4 separate regions of the Sus scrofa genome follow, and regions 2, 3 and 4 are each linked to region 1. The links are chromatin contacts, called in public Hi-C and promoter capture Hi-C maps. All regions are on one chromosome and are shown on one strand. The core of a region is the stretch at or near the end of the contact, and the rest is flanking DNA. Distances in the headings are between cores, read along the strand shown. Region 1 holds the start of KLHDC10 (kelch domain-containing protein 10). Region 2 has its middle 30 kb from the start of MIR29A. Region 3 holds the start of KLF14 (Kruppel like factor 14). Region 4 holds the start of COPG2 (coatomer protein complex subunit gamma 2).

Region 1 (3,912 bases), core at 385-2,884:
AAAGGTTATGCTATTAAGTTGGGGTAAGAAAAAAGATTTCCCCTTTTTCTTTTTCATGTTAAAGAACACATATTTAGCAATATCTAGTCTGACACTATCATCTCAAACCCAGCTCCTGGTGAATCACATATTTGACTAAAACTGCTTCATTGTTCATTTTAATGGCGCATATAAATGCACTAATATGCATTTCCAGCACACATCAATAACCTTATCACAAACATAAGCAATCGACACAGTGAAAGTGCAAAATTCCCTTTATCTTCGAATTAATAAGATAATTTTTGACTACTTATAAGTACAAGGCACGGTAGTAAACACAATTCAAAAACAATTCAAAAAACAATTCAAAAACCATCATATTCTCAAGATTCATCAGTTAAACAAACATATCACTGATAAAATCAACCTCAATCTTGTTTACAAAAACATGGTGAATGATTAACACATCATTTTCTCTTTATGGCAAAAATAAGCTTGCCCAATATAATATTTGACACTCTAGGTAGTACACCTTCATTTTATTGTGCTAAATATTCACTTGCAAAATGTAGCTCTTTAAAATTGTCTGCACACACATCGATTTGATTTGTCTGATTTTCAAGGCATATCAACACAAGAATAGGAAATTGTGGGCAAAAACGTGAAATAATCACACTGAGGTACATTATTCCAGTTCTCAACCATCTGTTTTCATATGGTAGACACAGCATAATTTTGTCACTTCAAAATTATACATTTTTCATCTTCATTTCCTCCCGTTAAAATTCAAACACACTATCGATTCTGTCTCTGGACATTCCAAAATATTAATAACTCTACTAGTTTTCCCTAATTCTCACGGTTCTGTTTCCCACCCACCCTTCTTACTCCTTTTTTGTTTCAGAATGCCTAACTTTTACACGAGGTATTTTGTTTTGTTTTCCAAAATCTCTCTTTGGAATGCTCTTCCCTCTTCTCTCCTTAAAAATGATTTCCCACAGCTAGGCGCCAATGTCTTTCTTTTTTTTTACACGATCAAACTGCGGAAGAGGACGAGACCGGGAATCGAGTAAGGAAACATTTGGGAATGTCAATGAGACAGCGACCTCTCCTTTGAAAAGAAAACACAACTCTCAGCACAGAGCTTTCAACAGAGCAAAAATACTTTGTTTTCCCGCTTTACTCCTGTTCCCTCCCTGACCTCAAAGACACCTTTCCTTAGCTCTGAGCCCCGGTCGCTCTGCTACGCCCGGGGCCTGCCTTTCCACCTCCCAAAGAAAAGAAAGCCAAGGAGAAAAGAAAAGGAAGCAGTAGCCTTCCCGCCGCGTCCGCGGGCTATCAGGACCGTGTCCCACGACTCACCTGGCAGGTGCGGCCGCCCGGAGAGTTGCACGAAGCGGTTGAGCTGGCCAGTCCCCCGACCCCCGCTGCCCCCACTGCCCCCGCCGGCCCCGCTACCTCCGCCGCCGCCGCCACCTCCTGCGGCGCCTCCTCCCCTCCGGCGGTTCCTGTCCCAGCCCTGGGCGGCCGACATGACCCGCTAACGACTGCCGCAGCCCGGTCGCGGCAGCCCGTGGCCCGGCGGCACTAGCGGAGCCTCCTTCCTGCGCTCCTCAAGAGACCCGGGAGACAGGGGAAGGGGGAGCGCCCGGTCTCACCAGCGACCAATGACTGACTTACTTGGTGACAGGCAGCCAATGGCCAATCGTCTTCTTGGCAGGTTGAGAGAGGCGGGGAGAGACGTGGTAACCATAGCTATGGCTAAAAAAAAAAAAAAAGTCGGGGGAGAGAAAGGCAGAAGCAGCCACTCATCACTCACATCCACCGCGTTAAGGCAGCCCGCATCGCGTTGACTCCGGCGGGATCAGGCGGGCCAATCGAAGGCCGAGTGAGAGAGACCACGCCTGCAGAAAGAGTCCCCGCGGCAGCCCTGACTCGAGGAGTTCAGGATTCGGGAACTCTTCCGCATAAACACCTAAATCAGAAACGGGACGCGCACATATTACACATATTTGGGGGCAATGCAGTGTCTCGCTTTACAGACTGAGATCCCTTTCTCTGACACACACAAAGAGCGCTCTTCGAGGGGAAAATAGCCAGGGGCGGAGTCTAAGCTTAACTAAGGGAATGAGGTTTCATTTGTCTTGTCTTTCAGCCGACTGGCGGAATTCCTCCTCAATTCAATATAAGCCACGTCGCAAGCAAACAATTTTAAACCTGGTTAACAAACGTGGGAAGATGTTCAACCTCACCAGTAATCATAAAAATGCAATTAAAGACCCCAGTGAGAAACCACTTCAGGCTTATGAAGTTAGTAAAGATTTTTTAAAATAACATCCAGCAGTGAACAGAGCGCCAAGAAAAAGGTTCTTTCATAGGTGATTGATGGCTATGTAAATGCTTTTGTTCAATCAAACTCCTTTTTGCTCTTAGAAAATTTGAATCAGCTGCAAGACAGGAACAGGTACTGAGAATCAGGATCAAAGGAAAAGGTCGATGTACAGATCAGAAATTGCTATTGTTCCAAAATTAAACAGAGTTTGGCTTTGAACTTACTGGGCGCGGGGCAAAGTGGGAAAATAGAGTGTTTACTGATGTTTGAATGGTAAGGGGAAATTATATACATTCCTCGAGGGAAAGAAAACTTTTCAAGATTCTTAGATCTGAGGACGTTTTTCTTCCTTTCTTTCTTGCTTGACGCTTCCTATAGGAGAGAAAAGCAAAGAAAAAAAATCTGCTGAGTTGATGATGCTATTCCCTTAGTGCAAATTTCACATCCCCCAAGGGCCCCGCCTCCTTGTTTTGCTACTTCCAGGCCCTGTGGAAGTATTTCACCCATGAAGCATTAGAAAGCACTGCTTACAAAAATGAGACATGAAAAAAAAGCTCTAAGGTTCTAAGATAGGAAAATCAAAATTAATAAATCTTAATTTTTAAAGAATCTGTACCACTGAGTAATCAAATAGTAGATGAAGAAAATTTTCTTTTCATAGCAACACTCCAAGCGGGAGTTCCTTTAGTGGCTCAGTGGAAAGGAATCTGACTAGCATCCATGAGGACATGGGTTTGATCCCTGACCTCGCTCAGTGGGATAAGGATCTGGTGGTAACAGGAGCTGTGGTGTAGGTCGCAGATGCTGGCTCAGATCTGACGTTGCTGTTGCTGTGGTGTAGGCTAGTGGCTACAGCTCCAATTCAACCTCTGGCCTGGGAACTTCCATATGCCATGGGTGTGACCCTAAAAAAAAAAAAAAAAAAAAAAAGAAAAGAATAGTCCAAGTAACAAATAACGAATGACAAACTATCACCATTTTGCAACCCCTGATGAATTCGGAGATCAACACATTGAACATCAACCACTGGTGTTATCGCAAAATGAAAACTGAGACCTATATGCTTCTAGAAAATAAACATGCCCAAGAAGTAGCCTTGTAGAAAAAACTGAACCTGAATCTCATCAGATGTCTACCTCTAATGACCAGTTTATAGGAAATTCAAGGACCCAGGAACATTTTTTTCAAAATACAGTTCCCGTTGTGGCTCAGCAGGTTACAAACCTGACTAGTATCTATGAGGATGCAGGTTTGATCCCTGGCTTCATCCAGTGGGTTGAGGATCCGGCATTGCCAGTGAGCTATGGTGTAGGTTGAAGACTCAGCTGGGATCCTACACTGCTGTAGCTGTGGCGTAGGCTGGCAGCTGCAGCTCCAATTTGGTGTCTAGCCTGGCATCTTCCATATGCCGAAGGTGCTGCCCTGAAAAGCAAAGAGCAAAAAAAAAAAAAAAAAAAACCAAAGATGCAAAAGGCAGAATCCGGAAGACTATGGATATCTACACAATAAACAAGCAAATCTCTTCAGCAAAAAAAATAGAAGAAGAGATTTGAAGGGAAAAAAATTTATAGGTTAAAAAGAGACTTGTGGGAGTTCCC
Region 2 (3,912 bases), core at 903-3,402, 650 kb before region 1:
AGATCAGGAAACATAACCAACCTACCAAATACATAGAAACAAAAGCAGAGAATTAGGTAAAATAAGGAGACAGAGAATTCTGTTCCAAGGGAAGGAACAAGATAAAACTCCAGAAGAACTAAGTGAAGGGGAGGTAAGCTATCTGCCCAATAAGGAATTTAAAGCAATGATTGTGAAGGTGGTCAGAGAACTCGGGAGAAGAAAGGATGAACACAGTGAGGAGACCATTAGAGAAGTTAGAAAATACAGAAAGGAACCAACTAGAGCTGAACAATACAAGAATTGAAATGAAAAATACTCTAGAAGGAATCAACAGTAGAGCAGGTGATAAGACAAACAGATCAGGAAATGGGATAGCAGGGTAGCAGAAATCGCCGAAGCTGAACAGAAAAAAGTAAAAGAATTTGAAAAAAAATGCAGGGTTCTTAGAAAGCATTCAAATACCATTTTACTCTGTTTTATCTTGGATTCAATCATTTTACATAAGCTTTACCCTTTGGCTCCTCCGGTTTTTTGTTTTCTGGGGTTTTTTTGTTTTTTGTTTTTGGTCTTTTCAGGGCCCCACCTGTGGCCTACGGAAGCTCCCAGGCTAGGGGTCCAATCAGAGTTGAAGCTGCCAGCCTACACCACAGCCATAGCAATATTGGATCCAAGCCATGTCTGCAACCTACACTACAGCTCATGGCTACTCCAGATCCTCAACCCACCAAGGGAGGCCAGGGATTGAAGCCACGTCCTCATGGGCACGAGTCAAATTCATTTATTACCGCTGAGCCACAAATGGGAACTCCCCTTTTTATATTTTTGGTGTTGCATTTTTATACTGTGTATTCACTAACCCATTATGGTAGCTTAATTATTTTCAATACTCTTTTCCTTTGACTTTTATACTAAAGTTATGTGGTTAACAAACTATCCTGTTACAGATTCAGTTTCTAGGTCCGATTGCACATTTATCTTTACCAGTGTGTTGTATATTTTATATTGGGGGGGTGGTCATTGTTTAGCTTCTTTTCATTTCAGCTTGAAATTTTTCTTTCAGCATTTCTTTCATGGCAGGTCTAGTGGTGATGAACTCTCTCAGCTTTTGTCTAGAAAAAGCTTTATTCATGTCTGAAGGATAACTGCCAGATAGACCAATCCTGCCTAGCAAGTTTTTTCTTTCAACATTTTGAATATATCATTCCACTCTCTTTTGCCCTTTAGAGTTTCTGTCGAAAAACCCAATGATAGTCCAATGAGGGTTCTTTTGTATGTTACAACTTTTTTCTCTAGATGCTTTTAGAATTTTGGGGGCCATGCCCACAGCATGCATAAATTCCCAGGCCAGGGATTGAACCCAGTTCACAGCAGTGATAATGCCAAATCCTTAACTGCTAGGCCACCAGGGAGCTCCTCAGAATTCTTTCTTTATCACTGATTTTTGACAGCTTCATTGTAATGTGTCTTAGAGGTCTTTTTGTGCTGAGATAACAGGGTGACCTATTAGGTTTTGTGTATTTGGATGCCCATTTCTTTCCCCAGGTTGGGAAGTTCTCAGCTATTACTTCTTTAAATAAATTTTCTGCTCCCTTATCCCTCTCTTCTCCTTCTGGAACCCCAATTATTCCAATATTTATCCTTTTAATGGAATCCTATAGGCCACAGAGGCTTTCTTTGCTCTTTTTCATTCTTGTTTTATTTGTTGGTCTTTTGCTGGGTTATTTCCAGATCCCTATCCTCTAACTCACTTATTCTATTTCTCATCGGCTCTATTGCTGATTCTCTCTATTGCATTTTTCATTTCATTTATTGAGTTCTTCGGCCCCAGAAGCACTGTCTGGTTCTTTTCTGTGGTTTCTATCTCATTTGGGAAATTTTCATTTTGCTCTTGTATTTTTTTCTGGGATTTCAGTGAATTGTCTGAGTTTTCTTATAGCTTAAGTTACTTCAAAATAGCTCTTTTGAATTCTTTACTGGCTAGGTCACAAAATTCTGTGTCTTTGAGCGTGGTTACTGGAGAATTATTTTCTTTTTGTGATGGCAGGTTTCTTTGATTTTAAATGTTTTTTACGGTTTTTGCATTACTGCTTTCCTGTTTGAAGTGAGAGACTCCTTGAATACTTTGTTAGCTGCTTTCTGATGACATAGTCTGTTCAAAAGTGTTGTTATCTGTGGTTTTATGTCTTTGTATTGGTACATTACTCCACTCTTCTTGCTCCCCCGTGTGGCACGATTCTGAAGCTTTTATGTCTATGATTCTGACCAGTCACCAGGCGGGCCCCTGGAAACCTCTCATTTGTTTTCCAGAAGGTGGCGCTATGGCTCCAGTTTGTGGTTTCTCCCTTGCCCACTCAGTGTGGCCTGTTTCTCAGGGTGCACCCCATTCCCAGGAGTTTTCTCTTCATGCTGCACTCTGAAGCATGCACACAGAGATGCCACACACTGTGGGGAGATGTGGGTTTAGCCCTGGGACGTTGGGGGTGCCCATGGATCTGGTTGGAGGACTCCCAAGTGTGGTACTTCCAGAGGCTTGTGGGTGGGCTTCCTGATGAGTGCAGTCCACAGGAAAGGTGTCCCTTCTCTCCCTCCAGTCACAAAAGCCCCACCTCAGTACTCTGGGGGCTGTTGGGGAGAAACGGGTTTGTCCCACACAACTGGAGTAGCTGGGTACTTAACTGCCATCATTTTCCCCGAGAGAGGGTGCCGCCACTGGATACATCAGCCTGGAGCAGTGCTTCCTCAGAGGAAGGGGGCGGGGGAGGTGCTTGGAAAATTTCTCTTACCACCCCCTCTGCCGCTTCCAACCTTTTATTATTATTGTTGTTTTTCTAGAATGGTGTGCTGGAACCTCCCCTCGGGAAGGCTGGACTTGTGCAAATTCTCTCTCATTCAAGGGGATCTGCCCCGGTCAGCACTCTCCAGGTTTTTTTTTCAACACATCAAGAGGGGGTTCTATGCAGGTTTGCTGGCTCTTCTAATTCTGCAGTCTGCACCAAAATCTGTCTGCCTATTACTGGATGCACAGGTAGGTGAGTCTCTTGGTGAGTGATGCTGGGTCCCACAATTCCCACAGAGGTGATTTTTTCATAGATGGATGTCTGTCTTGTTTAAAAAATGGGATTAAAAAGACGGATGTCTTATATTGCTGTGATGCTGACATCACTCCCCCAATGTAATGTTCATTCTTTATGATATACTCTATGGCTAGAAAAACATTGTGTACACAAAATAATACGATAAGGAGTGTGATAGCTGTTAAAGCTGCCACCTTCTGGGCACATGGTGGGATTATTCTTCTGGCTCTTTGTGGATGGGCAGGGCTGGAGCCATGTACAAACTGTAGACTGTGGCGCAGAACTTGAACTTTATTAGGACCCACCTCTTGGTGGGTTTAGGGGATGAAATGATCCGGCTCGCATTTGAAAGGGATCATTCTTGCTGTTGTATGGAGGATGGATTGTTGAGGGCAAGTGTGGAACCACAGAAGCACTTCAAAAGCTAGGAATGGTGAGATATGATGGTGACTTGAACGTCATTGGTTACAGGCAAAATAGAAGTGGAATTTGGGGGGATGCATTTTGCAAATGGATCTGACAGGACTGACCCAAAAAGTGGAAAACAGGGGTTGAAGGAAGGAGAGGGATTGCAAATGCTCATTGTTTTGGTTGAACATATGGTAGTAGGGCCATTGACTAAGTGGGAGCAAATGAACGACTAACAGGTATGAAGAGACGGAATGGAGCTGATTTTTTTTCTGTATTAGCTTTAGACGGTTATTACACTCTACGTGCACATACATAAAGCACCCCATTCACAGGGAACCCTGAGAACCAAAGATGTACATATATTTGGGCATCACTAGCATATAAATTGTGTTTAATATAAAGGACTAGATTAGACCATCCAGGGAGAATATAGATAGGAAAAAAA
Region 3 (3,912 bases), core at 490-2,989, 580 kb before region 1:
GGACTTCAGTTTTATCAGAAATGTTCAGTAATTCAATTTTTTAAAAATTCACCTGAAGCAGATATGGCAAAATGCTGACATTTACCAGTCACATGAGACAGGTACATGGGTGCCTGTAATATTCTCTCTGCATTTTAAGATAGCTTTAGACTTTTTTCTAAATAATAATATTAAAAGAAAAACAGCTAGTTAAGAATTCTATCTCATAGAATTTTAATATGTGTAGATTGAGAGTTAATTGTCTAAAATTTTGAGGCAAGCAGCTTTATAATAATTATCTGGTTTAGAATGGAATCTCCATAAAAATAACAAAGCTGACAAGGTCATAAAACTACTGAAATGAATAAAGTAGATTCTAGAAGTATCAACATGAATAGTTCTCAAAATCATATTGAGGGGAAAAAGTAAGTTGCAAAATGATATGTACACTAAATGTATCATTTATCAAGAAAATTTAAAATATATAAGCATGCAAATATTGGTAATTAGGTAATAAAGTATCATGACAGTGCTAGAAGAATACACACTTTATGATACTGATTACCTAGGCAAGGCGGGAGAAAGGTGAATGAAACTGGGGAGAGAAACTAGGTGACAGTCAACTCTCTCTGGAATCTTTGATACAAATAAAAAACCTGAAGCAAATATGACAAATATTTCACATTTGATTATTCTAGGAATTAATGTATGTTACTCTGGAGGTACATGCATTTTTAATTTTCAAAAGAAAAAGTACTAAAGAATTACAAACTGCACATAATTCAATAATATATAAGTAAAGCTTGTATACATCAAAAACCATACTGTGACCGTTTTTAGAAATTATCCTGTTTGCTTTTTTGTGTGTTTTTATTTTAATTTTTTAAAAATCAAAGGAGGAAAAAAATGAAAGCAGTGAAGAAATGTAAACATATATATACACAGATATCTGATTATATAAAAAGAAAAACCTCCACAATCACAAACACCGTAAGAGCAATCTATATAATTTGCTGCGTTTCCTTATTTTTAATTTTTGTCAACAGAAAAATAAAAGATGTTGCCTAATTGGAAACGTGACTTTCTATTATTAAAATTGTGGGAGTCCATTTTAATGTGTTTATCTCGCTGCTAGTCTATAATTTATATTTCAGCGTGGAAATTTGTTTGTATGCATGTGACAGGTTAATGCAGTTTAAACATGCATTTTTCTTTCGTTGCTTGAATAGTTAAATCGTTACTCAAAGGATTTTAAGTTTCAATTTCAACCATGAGAGGATTCTTTGCTTTTTCAAGGTTAAAAATGTTTCTGGTTCAAAATGCTATTAATTAATGGCTACGTAGTGGCTCTACTTAGGGAATTGGTACCGACCCTGGGTTAACAGTGGAACTGTAAATGAGAAAACTTTCTTTGATGAAGACACGGGGATATTTTAAATTTGATCTGAGAGCGGCAGACAGAAGTGAAATGTAATTCCAGCCCGCTTAACCAGCAATCGTAATTATGAATCGAAAGACATGTCATGTATAAGCATTTTTTTTTCCTTAAAAAAAAAAGTTTCTCGGACTCCGCCGGACACCCAGCTGGCGGAGGACCAGCGGGCGAGGGGGGGCGAAGCCGGCAGGCTGCCCAGAAGTTACGATCGGGGAGTTTTCTCTTTATTAAAATTACCTGGCTCACCAGCAGAGGCAAGAACGCGAAGACAAGATAATTTCTTAGGCTGTTAAAAATGACTTAGCCCGGTGGACCGCGCGTTCCGAGGGGGTGTCCTGCGGGCCGGGGCGGGTCCCGCCGCCCCCGCGGGCTCCGGTGCGTCAGGGGCGCGTCAGGCGGGGCGGGCTCCGCGCGGGCGGCGGCAGCGGCGGCGGCAGCGGGTGGCGGGTGGCGGGTGGCGGGTGGCTGGCGGCGCGCACCGGGCCTCCTGCTTCTCGCTCCGAGGCTGCGGGACGGACGCTCCCGAGAACTCTCTCGCCCGCGGCCGGCCGCGCTCGGACGGCGCGCGCCGGCGGCCCGGCGGTGCCAGCATGTCGGCTGCCGTGGCGTGCCTGGACTACTTCGCCGCTGAGTGCTTGGTGTCCATGTCCGCGGGTGCCGTGGTTCACCGCCGCCCGCCGGACCCCGAGGGCGCGGGCGGAGCGGCAAGCTCGGAGGTGGGTGCGGCGCCGCCGGAGTCCGCTCTGCCGGGACCGGGGCCACCGGGGCCCGCGTCGGTCCCCCCGTTCCCCCAGGTCCCCGCCCCCAGCCCCGGCGCGGGCGGCGCCGCGCCCCACCTGCTGGCTGCAAGCGTCTTGGCTGACTTGCGCGGCGGCTCTGGGGAGGGCTTCGGGGAGTACTCGGGGGAAGCTCTGCGTGCCTCGTCCAGCTCCTCCGACCCGACCCCGTGCTCCGGCACGCCCCGGTGCTCCCAGCCGACCCTGGCCTCCAGCGCGGCGGAGGTATCCGGACCCGCGCGCTCTCCCGGCGCGCTCGTGGTCCCAGGCGCGCCAGCGGTCCCCGGAGCGCCTGCCCACCCTGGCGGGGTCCCTGGCGTGGCCCCTGGAGCCGGCCCCACCCCCGCCACGGGTTCAGTACCTCGTCGGAGGCCAGTCACACCTGCTGCCAAGCGCCACCGCTGCCCCTTCCCGGGCTGCAACAAAGCCTATTACAAGTCATCGCATCTGAAGTCCCACCAGCGCACCCACACGGGTGAGCGCCCTTTCTCCTGCGACTGGCTCGACTGCGACAAGAAGTTCACGCGCTCCGACGAGCTGGCCCGCCACTACAGGACGCACACGGGCGAAAAGCGCTTCTCCTGCCCCCTCTGCCCCAAGCAGTTCTCCCGGAGCGACCACCTGACCAAGCACGCCCGTCGCCACCCAGCCTATCATCCCGACATGATTGAGTACCGGGGGCGCCGTCGCACTCCCCGCGTCGACTCGCAACCCGCCAACCTGGTGGACAGCTCCGGCTCCGTCCCCGGGCAGGTGCCCAGCTTCACTACCTGCTTGCCTGACAGTCATTGCTGATAGCCGTCCCCTCAAGGACGATCCCCCAGGCCGTTGTCCTTGCTTTCTCTCAACCCATCCCTCTTTCCCAGAGTGATTAGACCAAGGCACAGACTGGCTTCTCCGCTGTGAAAGTGGGTCCAGGCAGGCACGTTGGACCCTGGGGAGGGACTGAGGGCCCGAAAATAACAGGAATTCTTACAACACGTATATCATCCAAAAGGGGGGGTTGCCTCAAGACAACCCTCAGGAACTTGTAAGAAGGGATGAACTCTGGTACTCTCTAGAGTCCTGAAGATTCTCCCTTCCATGGGAACCAGAGATGTGAAACTGGAATTCTCAGGTGCCTGAGGAGCTCCCAGTCTCAAAGGACTCTGGTGTTTTACCCACCCACCAGGGCGGACCTTGGAGAGGGTGTCAGGGGTGGCAGTCTTGGAAGTATCCAGGACTGGAATGGTGAGAGGCCTTTGGAAACAGAAATGATTTCTATTTCTGTAAATGGCAATGTTTACTAATGTATTTTTAGTATCTTTTAAACAGGGATCCCAAGTTGATAGGAGATTGATGTCGTCCACTCCCCGATTGCCCCAGCTACCTCTTCCAGGAGAGGCCATGTAAGCGTCTATGTGGATGTATGGCTGGGAGATGCTTTTGGTGTCTGGGGAGTGATGCGAGTCTGTTTGCAGGTCCTATTGCAAGGGTTGGAACCTTGCAGCTGCGTCGTAGCTTTTCTTCTCATTTGGAGTCCTACTTGGAGGGGTAACTTCCTGGCCCACTCACAAGATTGGTTTAAAATTTTGGAAACAATCATAAAAGCACGAGAAATAAAAGGGTGGTCCAGGCTAGTTCCCACCTCACCAAGAGGGCAAACCCAAGTGACTGTGGGTGAGATAGGTCCAAACCAAGACCTCTCAGAACCATTGTTAATGTTCAGGGAAATAGGGGCTT
Region 4 (3,912 bases), core at 823-3,322, 510 kb before region 1:
TCCAAACAGTCACAGTTCCAGGGGTACGAGGTCATATCGTACCATCCCTGACCTGGCTTCCTCAAGCTTCTCTTCTCCTCCTGTATCCATTTGCCACCCAATCCAATGGCCACCTATCTATCGCCTCTCTTAACTCCCTACATACAACCAAGCTGTGGTATTAAACACTTCATAGTGTGGAGAAAAGTTAAAAGATGGCAGAGAATCATTTGTCTTGCTTTAAAAGGGGCCACTCTTAGGCTCAGCCTCAAACTCCCCTCAGTTCCTTCACATTTCTCTGCAGGCCCCCAGCGTATTACCCATTCTTGGGAGTCTCTTGGCTTATCTACACTGTCTCTACCTAGGCTCCCAATACTTGGCCCAAGGAAAGGGAAGGGGTTGTTTCTTCCCCAAAGCCTGATTATCTTCAGCCCCAAAATAAATAAGTAAGAATATCTATTTCCTTCAAGGGAAACTCCACATGGAAAGCAATATTTGAGCTTCATAAGCCAGCTAAATCATACATAATAGTACATTGAGTAAAGTTGGAGTAAATCTTAAGTGATACAGTGTGCAGCATATCAGCTGTTTAGTTTAAATCCATACTGGAAGAAAGAATCACTCCAGAACATAGAATCTAATCTGATTAGAATTCTCTGATTTTTCAAAGGCATAATTCTGTTAAGGTAACCCAGTTTACCTCTATAACCAGAACGCTTAATATCTCAGTCTGCAGCATTTATTAGACGTATGGTGACTTTACAGTTTCCCTCAAGAAAAATGAGTGGATATTTACTTATGTATCTAAAGGGCCCATTATAGGGCTTTTCCTAAACAAAGACAATCTACTGTGAAATTGAGCAATGTCTCCACTTCAAGCAAAAGAGAACCTAGCATCTGCTCCTTCCACCAATGGTCCATGTTTACCAGGCATCCAAGTAAAGAAAGATAACAGAATGGTTTGAATTGGGGCCATGAAGGCTGGTTAGGAGTCTGTCCAAGAAACAAACAGGACCTGAATTAAGGTGATAGCAGTAGGAATAAGAAAACAGATTTAAGGGATATTTACAAGGTATAATGCTTCAAAAAAGTGCGGAGGGATGGGAGCAAGAGCCCACAGTGGAGGCGTGACACTGAGGCCAAAGGTAGAAACAGTGTCTTAGTTGTTCTTTCAGACAGGAGAAGGGAAAACCAACATACATTTTAGGAAAAGACCAAGAGGAATATGAACATCCAAGTGAATGTACCTTAACTTAGTAAGAATGGGTACAAATGGAATCATTTGAAAGGGTGGAATTAAACAGGGAAGAATTGGCAGTGTTTTAAATAGCTTGTTGAGGAAGGAAAGAATTATAAAGAAGGCTGGGAAAGGCAGTCCGTTGTCCAAAATCTTCCCTCTTGGTAAGAGTAAAGATCAGCTTTCTCGGCCCTTCAAGTGGGTCTCTTTTCATGCCTCACATTAAGTGTCCTTCTGAGCCCTCTGGAAACCCACACTCACGAAGGTTCCCTGTGCTTTGTTGCAGTCTCCAAGAAGTCTGAGAGCGCCTTGCCAACTTCCCAAATGATCTGGGAACCATTAACCCTTTCATCGCTTCTGGAGGAGAAGCCCACCAGAACTGCACCAGGAGCGAGCACGTTCCGCAGTGGAAGGGCCCAGCAGTGGATTATAAAAAATGCCACTGTTACTAAGTGAAAACAAACCCTTCCATGCCCCTCGCTTCGTCTCCACAGACTGAAGGGCCTACAGATGCCGTCATCTAGGGCGTGCAACCAAATAAACGAACTTACTGCTCACTGCAGGCCTAAGCTGCCGGGTAGCTTGCAGGGTGGGCCATGGCTCACCCCGCTCCGCCACCAACGACTGAAGGGGCGGGGACGCGGCCCCGGGGGCTCACTGCCTGGCCCCGCCTCCGCGCGGCTGGGGAAGGAGGAGAGGGCGTGGTCACGTCCCTTGAGGGTGAGAGCGGCCGCGGCCGGCGGGGAGGGCGGGCCTTCTCTCCGAGTGACGGGACCGGGGCCCAACCGGCGCCAAAGCACGGGGCCGGCCTTCCTGGAGCCTCTTCCGCTTGCCGGCTGCGGCGCCTGGGACGGTTGCGGTGGGTCTGGGCGCTGGGAAGTCGTCCAAGATGATTAAAAAATTCGACAAGAAGGACGAGGAGTCTGGTACGCGCAGGGCTTCTGACGCCCATCCTCAGCCGCGAGGGCCCCTCCCCCCCGCCGCCGCCACCTGCTCCGGGGACTGCGCACCTGGGGGCGTGGGCGTCGGTGTGCCAGGGGGCCGGAGTTGGAGCCCGGCCCCTCCTCCGCCTCGCTCAGCTCCAGCCCGGGGCCTGCCCCTAGCCCCTCCCCCGGTCGCCGGAGCCTCCCCTCGGGTCGCGCGCTCCCTCCCTGGCGCCCGCGCGATGCCTCGGGCAGCTCGGCGGCCCCGCCCCCAGCCCCCTCCCCCGGCGCAGCTCCTCGGAGCCACCTCCGCTGGTACGCCGGGGGTGGGCTTCCCGCCAAAGAGGCGGGCGCAAGGCAGGGGGCGGGGGCGTGTGTGTGCGCGTGCGGGAGGCGGGGGGTGGGGAGGGTCGGGGCTGGGGACTGGTAGTGTTAGGCCCGGAGTGGATTTGCTAAAAATAGGATAGTGTGTGAATGAACCTTGGGGTGCCTTGTATCTTACAGTCTTCCTGGGGCCCATTTGCTCTGTCCGCTTCCTTGGGGGCAAGGCTGTTGTTCCGTGATACCTAGCTCATTTAATACTCAAGCACCCGAACGTGAGTTGTATTTTGATACCCATCTTTGGTCCAGAGCAAAAGCGGAAGCTGCCAAGCCACCTCAAAAAGCAAAACAAACACAACAAAAACCCTCAGTGATTGATAGCTACTTTCAGGAAACGAAATCGAAGATTAGGTTAGTAAACCTCTGTGACCCTTTCCAGCTTGGAATTTATGTATCATCTGATGAACTCTTCTGCTTCGCAGTAAATGATAGAAACACATAAAGCAGTGCTCTCCTTTAGAGAAATCCAAAGGATCCTACCACAATCTCATTAATCTTAGTTGTGTGGCCACGACAGATATTTGTAACATTCATCTCAAAAGAGGGCAGGAAAAGAAGACACTCATTTCAGGCAGGGTTTCTGCAAAGGAGAAGTACAAGTTCTTACAGGTTAGCGAGGACAGAGCTAGTGCCAGAATCAAAATGATTTTAACCAATTTATATGAGTATTAGTGATGGTTATCACTGTGATATCCAAATGGTCATTTCACTTGGGTGAGATTTCCCAAGCATTCAGTACCCTTCTCTAGAAAGAGTTTGTGTAGGACAGCTATTAAAGACATTTTTTGTTTTGTCTTGTTTTATGATATAGGTAGTGGTTCCAATCCTTTTCGGCATCTGGAGAAGAGTGCTGTCTTACAGGAGGTATGGCTTGGAAGTGTTCCATTTTAGAATGCTGGACTGAGGGCCCCAGGCTATGTGGTACAAATTAAGAATCATGGAGTGTAACCAAGTTCAGAGAATATAGACTTGAGGGAAAAAGAAGAAGGGTTAACTTGTCGTAGGAGAGTCTAGACCTTATAGAAATGCAAAAATATGTAGACTCTATCACATGTTGAGAATTTTAAATAAAACCCCAAACGAGGTGTTTAATGCAAGGTTATTGAAGGAAATTATAGATAATAAGCTCATTATATTCAAACGATTTAGCTAAATATTGTTATTCTTAATAGGTAATGCCCAGTAGCAGCTGATCTAAGGAAATTAGAATGGATAGTAAAGAATGGAAAAGCAAGGCTGCATCTAATTATTATAATAAATTGAAAAATGTAAGAAATATTATTTGGCTACTGTGATTAAAATATATTATAGTATTTATTATATTAAAGTTTATTTTTAATACATTTTAATAACCATGATGGAAAAGATAGAAAATAAACTATGAATAACAGC

Evidence for each region. Promoter capture Hi-C pulls out the DNA fragments that hold promoters and counts their contacts. A called contact is a pair of places that touch in the nucleus more often than the background predicts.
Region 2: a Hi-C map of embryonic fibroblasts shows a contact between it and region 1, with 4 times the contacts expected there. The contact joins the enhancer-like site here to the promoter of KLHDC10 in region 1. A contact is called at or near these places in 3 of 5 promoter capture datasets (fetal liver, fetal skeletal muscle and liver), 18 of 47 Hi-C or Micro-C datasets (adipocytes, alveolar macrophages, blood and 11 more) and 2 of 2 datasets of contacts at active chromatin or transcription factors (alveolar macrophages and skeletal muscle).
Region 3: a contact with region 1 is called in a promoter capture Hi-C map of fetal liver, with 6 times the contacts expected there. The contact joins the promoter of KLF14 here to the promoter of KLHDC10 in region 1. A contact is called at or near these places in 2 of 5 promoter capture datasets (fetal liver and fetal skeletal muscle), 2 of 47 Hi-C or Micro-C datasets (embryonic fibroblasts and liver) and 2 of 2 datasets of contacts at active chromatin or transcription factors (alveolar macrophages and skeletal muscle).
Region 4: a contact with region 1 is called in a promoter capture Hi-C map of liver, with 4 times the contacts expected there. The contact joins the promoter of COPG2 here to the promoter of KLHDC10 in region 1. A contact is called at or near these places in 3 of 5 promoter capture datasets (fetal liver, fetal skeletal muscle and liver), 7 of 47 Hi-C or Micro-C datasets (embryonic fibroblasts, fetal liver, heart right ventricle and 2 more) and 2 of 2 datasets of contacts at active chromatin or transcription factors (alveolar macrophages and skeletal muscle).

What each region holds. Positions count from the first base shown.
Region 1 is chr18:18,721,456-18,725,367 of Sscrofa11.1, forward strand. It overlaps KLHDC10 (kelch domain-containing protein 10), which reads right to left and starts at 1,635. Exons shown (of 10, transcript XM_021079115.1): 1 at 1,441-1,635. The coding sequence starts at 1,516.
Region 2 is chr18:18,067,904-18,071,815 of Sscrofa11.1, forward strand. No RefSeq gene overlaps it. Among named protein-coding and RNA genes, the nearest start is that of MIR29A, 30 kb to the left of the region's middle. Within about 2 kb of position 2,153, at least 2 of the 83 cell types and tissues checked have an H3K27ac peak or open chromatin away from gene starts, as enhancers often do. A contact at or near this core is called in embryonic fibroblasts, where this site is marked.
Region 3 is chr18:18,145,385-18,149,296 of Sscrofa11.1, forward strand. It overlaps KLF14 (Kruppel like factor 14), which reads left to right and starts at 1,740. Exons shown (of 1, transcript NM_001134348.2): 1 at 1,740-3,793. The coding sequence starts at 2,005. The coding sequence ends at 2,985.
Region 4 is chr18:18,207,306-18,211,217 of Sscrofa11.1, forward strand. It overlaps COPG2 (coatomer protein complex subunit gamma 2), which reads left to right and starts at 2,073. Exons shown (of 24, transcript NM_001246238.2): 1 at 2,073-2,142; 2 at 3,332-3,384. The coding sequence starts at 2,106. It overlaps TSGA13 (testis-specific gene 13 protein), which reads left to right. Exons shown (of 8, transcript XM_005673166.3): 8 at 1,503-1,772. The coding sequence ends at 1,672.